Linked DNA regions of Pan troglodytes: region 1 is linked to region 2. A link is a contact called in public HiChIP or PLAC-seq data. All regions are on one chromosome and are shown on one strand. Each heading gives the region's core, a stretch centred on a gene start, on an enhancer-like site or on the middle of the called end of the contact. The rest is flanking DNA. Distances are from core to core; before and after follow the strand shown.

The links. HiChIP or PLAC-seq counts read pairs in DNA pulled down with a chosen protein or histone mark.
Region 1: an H3K4me3 HiChIP or PLAC-seq map of stem cell-derived excitatory neurons shows a contact between it and region 2, with 10 times the contacts expected there. The contact joins the promoter of THOC1 here to the promoter of LOC742418 in region 2. A contact is called at or near these places in 1 of 7 Hi-C or Micro-C datasets (induced pluripotent stem cells) and 1 of 1 datasets of contacts at active chromatin or transcription factors (stem cell-derived excitatory neurons).

The regions. Positions count from the first base shown.
Region 1 is chr17:30,653,451-30,656,531 of NHGRI_mPanTro3-v2.0_pri, forward strand. It overlaps THOC1 (THO complex subunit 1), which reads left to right and starts at 1,395. Exons shown (of 21, transcript XM_512049.9): 1 at 1,395-2,248. The coding sequence starts at 2,195.
Region 2 is chr17:30,086,901-30,089,840 of NHGRI_mPanTro3-v2.0_pri, forward strand. It overlaps LOC742418 (bolA-like protein 2), which reads right to left and starts at 1,335. Exons shown (of 1, transcript XM_054671912.2): 1 at 859-1,335. The coding sequence starts at 1,335. The coding sequence ends at 919.

The DNA.
Region 1 (3,081 bases), core at 145-2,644, 570 kb after region 2:
CTGTAACGTTTCAGGTAGTCATTATTGTTCACAATTCCCACTTAGGAGTAAGATTCTGCAGTTATCTTTTCCTTAGCTTCCTGTATTCTTATTGTGTATGTTAACTAAAAAATCGTAAGATCTATAGATTTAGAAAAGGAGAGACTTTGTTTCTTATAAGGAGTTACAGCCTGCAAGGTGGCCATTCTGCAGGCTGGGAAGCATGCCTCCAGCCAAGACCACATACAGACACTTCAGAGGAGGAGTTGGAGTAGGAACTTTATGCTTAACTGGTTGGCTAAACATACATATTCAACAAGTTAGAGGAGCGGCTATGAATATTCATGAAGGTGGTCTTGACACACGCATATTAAACAAATATGCATGTTTAACAGACAACCCATGTTCACTTTGGGGTGGAGACTTAACATTTAAATGTATTTACAGTTAGGTCCTATCCATCAAAACGTCTTTTCAGGACAGGAAGTTACATAAGCATGCAGTCACTATAAATTGGCCAGAACAAGTCCATGGTCAGTGACCTTCTTATCAGGAGAAAGTAACTGAAATCAATAAAAGCTGTAGTTACGGCTGGTGGGAGAGGGTTGTTAGTGTCTGGTGGTCGATGAACTGCAAATTGTTTTAATACTGTGAGGCCAGCGCTTGTTTAGCTGCTAAAGAAAAACCTTGAAGCATAGTGAGAACATAGTTTATTTTTTAAGCGTAGGGATGCATGACTTTTAACCCTTGCTTGGCATGGGCTTAGGTCCTGTTTATACTTTGGTATCTTATTGCCATGGAGTCAATTCCGTCAGTCCTATCATCTCCGTTTTTTTTTTGAAACAGAGTTTCACTCTTGTCGCCCAGGCTGGAGTGCAATGGCACGATCTCTGCTCACTGCAACCTCCGCCTGCCGGGTTCAAACGATTCTCCTGCCTCGGCCTCCCGAGTAGCTGGGATTACAGGTGCGTGCCACCACGCCCGGCTAATTTTTGTATTTTTAGTAGAGACAGCGTTTCACCATGTTTGCCATACCTCAGGTGATCCACTCCTGACCTCAGGTGACCCACCTGCTTCGGCGTCCCAAAGTGCTGGGATTACAGGCGTAAGCCACCGCGCCTGGCCTCTATTTTAACTTTATGGCCAGTCACCTATCTCCTCTAAATCACAAAAGGGAGAGGGTATAACCAGGTCCGTCTGACCTCCCATGCCGTTATGACTGGGAACTCAGTTGTTAAGATTTTTCTGGTGTCCCCTTAGCCCCAAGGGGGTCTGTTCAGTTGTTGGGGGGCTTAGGATTTTAAATTTACAGACTTCGAAGAAGGGAACAAGATACACGTGTGAGGGAATAAGAGGAAGTTACCCGAGTCTGAGTCAGTGCTTCCTTCTCCACCGTGTAACTCCAACTTAGAGTTACTGCCACTCGGCTTCTATTGGCCACGTCTCTCCTGGGAAGGCAGGCAAGGGACGAAATGGCGAGGGAGACAAGGTTTTTGCTAGGGAAGCCTCGGCCCAGGACGCAGCGCCACCCGTTTTCCAATCAGCGCCGGGCACTGCATTCCTCCTAGATCTTTTCTTTCAGTAGAGACCTTTTAATAATAAATACTACTTACATTGCTTTACAATTCACACTTGCGGTCATTATTTCAGTGGAGCTTTTCAACAGCTCTGTGAGACAGGTATTATTTCTATTTCGGAGCAGAGAGAACAGTGCCCTTGAGCCACAGGGCTCATACATCCGGAGCCTATCACCACTCCGAATCTTAAGCTCCCGGGATGACCGCGGACTGGCGGCCAGGACCACTGCTCCAGCTGTTTCCCCAGGTAATCCACCTGCCTTGGGTTACCTTTTAGCGCGGCCCAGTTAGCCGCAACCAGCCACCATTTACCCGCTTTCCCCAAACCAGGAAAACCACAGAAACGCATGTGCGCGGCCAGTCTCTTCCACGCCCGGGAGCGCAGAGCTTACAGACCAAGGCCGCCCAAGTCCCCTCACCCCAAAGGCTACCCAAGAACCCCGACTAGGCTGTTTGGCTGACTCAGGCGCCCAACGCCCACCCGAACTGAGTCGCTAGGGAAACTCCCAACTGCCAGCTCGCCTGACCGGTGTTCACAGGCCACTCTAGCCGGGCTCAGAGACCGCAGTCTCGTTGCTCCTGGCTTGACGTCATCGGCAGGCGCCGCAGCGCAGTGGCGGGCACGCGCAGCCGAGAAGATGTCTCCGACGCCGCCGCTCTTCAGTTTGCCCGAAGCGCGGACGCGGTTTACGGTGAGCTGTAGCGGGGAGGGTGCAGGCCTGACCCGGCGCTATGCTTTGCCCTCTACTCCCTGAAATTACTCGAATTTTGCCCTGGGGTAAAGTGAGACAGAGGTGTGTCCGCCTCAGCGTCCGCTCCGGGCCCCGTCGGAGGTTGAGGGGTAGGGAAAGACGCACTACCCGCCTCTTCCTTGTGGGCTGGGCCGTCCGCCTCCGCCCACCCTCCAGCGGGTCCCCGGACTCTGCGTGCTGGGCGCCTCGGCTCCCCGCTTGGAGTGCCCACCTGCAGACTACTTCTGGTTGGGTCCATCCTCTCAGCTCGTTTAGTGGGGCAGATGTCTCGAGAAGGGGAAGGGGAGCTGCTGAAGGGGGAGGGTGGGAGTGGTTTCAGTCCAAAGACCTGGCTCCCGCCCTAGCCTTCTGAGCTACCAAGTGCTTGTTCCCGCCGTCTCTTCACCACCCCTTAACCCACCGTGTCTAACTCCTAAGCGATCGATGAGATCCTAAGCGGGAAAAGGCAGATAGATCACCTTGGGAAGGGTAACCAGATGCTATTTTATTCTTGCTCCATGTGGAAGGGTGGTTTTGAGCATTTGGGAAACACTTGACAGAGCACTTTCTCATTTAACTATTAGAGTAACACTGTGAAGTAGGTTAAGTTGGTTATTCCTGGTACATGAGGTAGAAGCTGACACCCCCCAAAAAGTTGTGACTTCACTGGTTTTTCTGACTTTAGACACTCTGTTCTTTTTATGTTGCTCGTCACAGCAACGTAAGTATGAAGAACACTTTTAAGTTGCCTGACTGTATTCGTCTCTAGCATTTGCACCAACATTTCTCAGATA
Region 2 (2,940 bases), core at 85-2,584:
CTCTCTCTCGGGAATCTCATTTGTTCCACAGCTTCAGCTCTTACCTACATGTTATTGATTCCCAAATCTATCTCCAGCCCTGGCAGTGCTCCTGAGTTCTGCCTCCCATTGACACTTCCACTGGCTTTCCCTCAGACACCTCAAACCCAACATGCCCAACACTCAAGTAATCATTTCCCCCTTTGCTATCCTGCTTTTTCTCCTGTGTTTTCTATTTCAAAGACTAGCATCATCACGTATTGTCTGTCTAGTACTTAGAACAGTGCCTAATAGCTATAGTTTTCTCTTTTCCAGAATGTCATATAAATACAGTCATACAAAATACAGCCTTCTGGCCAGGCGCAGTGGCTCATGCCTGTAATCCCAGCACTTTGGGAGGCTGAGGCAGGTGGATCACCTGAGATCAGAAGTTCAAGACCAGCCTGGCCAACATGGTGAAACCCCGTCTCTACCAAAAAATACCAAAAATTAGCTGGGTGTGGTAGCAGGTGCCTGTAATACCAGCTACTCGGGAGGCTGAGGCAAGAGAATCACTTGAACCTGGGAGGCAGAGGTTGCAGTGAGCCAAGATCACACCATTGCACTCCAGCCTGGGCAACAGAGCAAGGCTCCGTCTCAAAAAAAAGAAAGAAAGAAAAATTCCAGAAATAAACAATTAATAAGTTTCCCGCGCTGTTCTGATAACCAGGATGAAATCTCTCGCTGTCCTGTTTCATCCTGCTTGGGGCTGGTTATGAATCATCCCTTTGTCCAGTGTCTCCATGCCATCTACACTACCTGCCCATCACTCACTTAGTAGCTGGCCCAGTTATCAGATCAACTGTCACGGTATTGAAGAGTGTGTGCTCACGTAAGGTTTTTTGTTTTTTGTTTTTTGGTCCAGATTTATAATGTAATGGCTGTGCAGGTTCCAGTCCCTCATTTCTGCTGCTCACGGGCCCACTGCTCTGGGGTCAGGGTTTTCTGTTCAAAGGCATGGATGTGTGGGAGCTCTTCTGCTAGGCACGCATTCACCAGCTGGTGTCTCTGAAGCAGCGGCTTCCCCTCGAACTTGGCTGACACCACCAGGACTCGGAAGCTACAGGCGCAACGGTTGAAGGTCGTGTCCTCCACCTCCACATGCTCCGCCTCCAGGTCCCGCTGCAGCTTCTCCTGGAGGTAATTGGCGCTGAGTTCCCTGGCGGTAGTCCAGCTGGGGCGGCAGCCCAGCGGAGACAGAACCCCAGCTCGGACCCCTGCCACGCTGCTTTGCGCCCTTACAGGAGCCACTTCCCTGACGTAAGCTTTCTTTGACTTACTGATGGCATCAAAGCACAAGGGTAGGGATGCTGGCATATTGTTAAAATTGTTCGATTTATCATTAGTTATTGTTGTTGATCTCTTCTGTGCCTCATTTATAAATTAACTTTTATCATAGGGATATGTGTGTGTCTATATCTACAAAAAACCGCAGAATCTATAGAGTTTGGTACTGTAGCGATTTCAGGCATCCACTGGGGATCTCAGAATGTATTCTTCACAGACAAGGAGGGACTACTGTATTATTATATGGAGGTTAACCACACTATTAGCAATAGAATTATAATAAAAACTTTCAAAAACTTGGCGAAGCTGGTAATAGTGTGCCTAACATCCTACAGCACCTCCCTATTGTCGACAGAAAGAGTCGAACTTTCTAAAATATGTGAAGAGGTTTATTCTGAGCCAAATATGAGTGACCATGGCCCATGAGACAGCCCTCAGGAGGTCCTGAGAACATGTGCCCAAGGTGGTCGGGGTGCAGCTTGGTTTTATACATTTTAGAGGGGCATGAGACATCAATCAAATACATTTAATAAATACATGGGATTGGTCCAGAAAGGTGGGACAGCTCAAAGCTGGGGCTTCCAGGCTATAGGTGAATTTAAACATTTTCTGCTTGACAATGAGTTTACCTTGTCTGAAGACCTGGGATTGGGCTGGGCGCAGTGGCTTAAGCCTGTAATCCCAGCACTTTGAGAGGCTGAGGCAGGCAGATCACGAGGTCAGGAGTTCGAGACCAGCCTGACCAACACAGTGAAACCCCATCTCTACTAAAAATACAAAAATTAACTGGGCGTGGTGGCGGGCACCTGTAATCCCACCTACTTGGGAGGCTGAGGCAGGAGAATCACTTGAACCCGGGAGATGGAGGTTGCAGTGAGCCGAGATCATGCTACGGCACTCCAGCCTGGGCAACAGAGCGAGACTGTGTCTCAAACAAACAAACAAACAAACAAAACCTCCAAAGTGGCCGTCACTAAATGCTAATAAACACTAGAGGGCACAATTGAGTTGTGGAAAATTTCGGCCAATATTGCAAATGAAACAAGGTATGGACTCTAGCAAAAATTAATACACCAGAAAAATGGGTAGTGAAAATCATAAGCTTTGAAAACAATTGCTTTCTTTGTAAATCTGTTGATTAACCTTAGCCCTTTGAGATAATTGAATTAAAGTAGACTTAACACTTTAATACAAAGCCAATACTGTATTCCAAAAATAAAGCGTATATACATTGACAAATAGGACTACTTACATCAAAAAACTAGTGGGGGTGTTCTCAGTGTTAAGAGTCAGTTTCTATCTGAATTTTTCTTTCTTTAGATATTCCTGTCTTCTGGCAATGACGGTTTGGCCATGGAATTCACACTCATTCTAACCTGGCCACTTGAGAAAGCTTGAAATTTCTAAGGTTTTGTTATTGTAAGAGGTGACCAGATGTTCCAAACATCAAGCTATACAGGAAGCTCTCCACCCACTCCAAATGTCATGCTGAGTTCTCAACAGACTTCCCTTTCCCGTTTCCTTTTTCCCCTCTCTCTGATTTTTTTCTTCAAAGTCTATTCAAAAGCTGCTGCCAAAACCATCTTCCTCTGTTGTTGTTCTGATGACATCATTCCCTTCCCCAGCTCCCCTTGT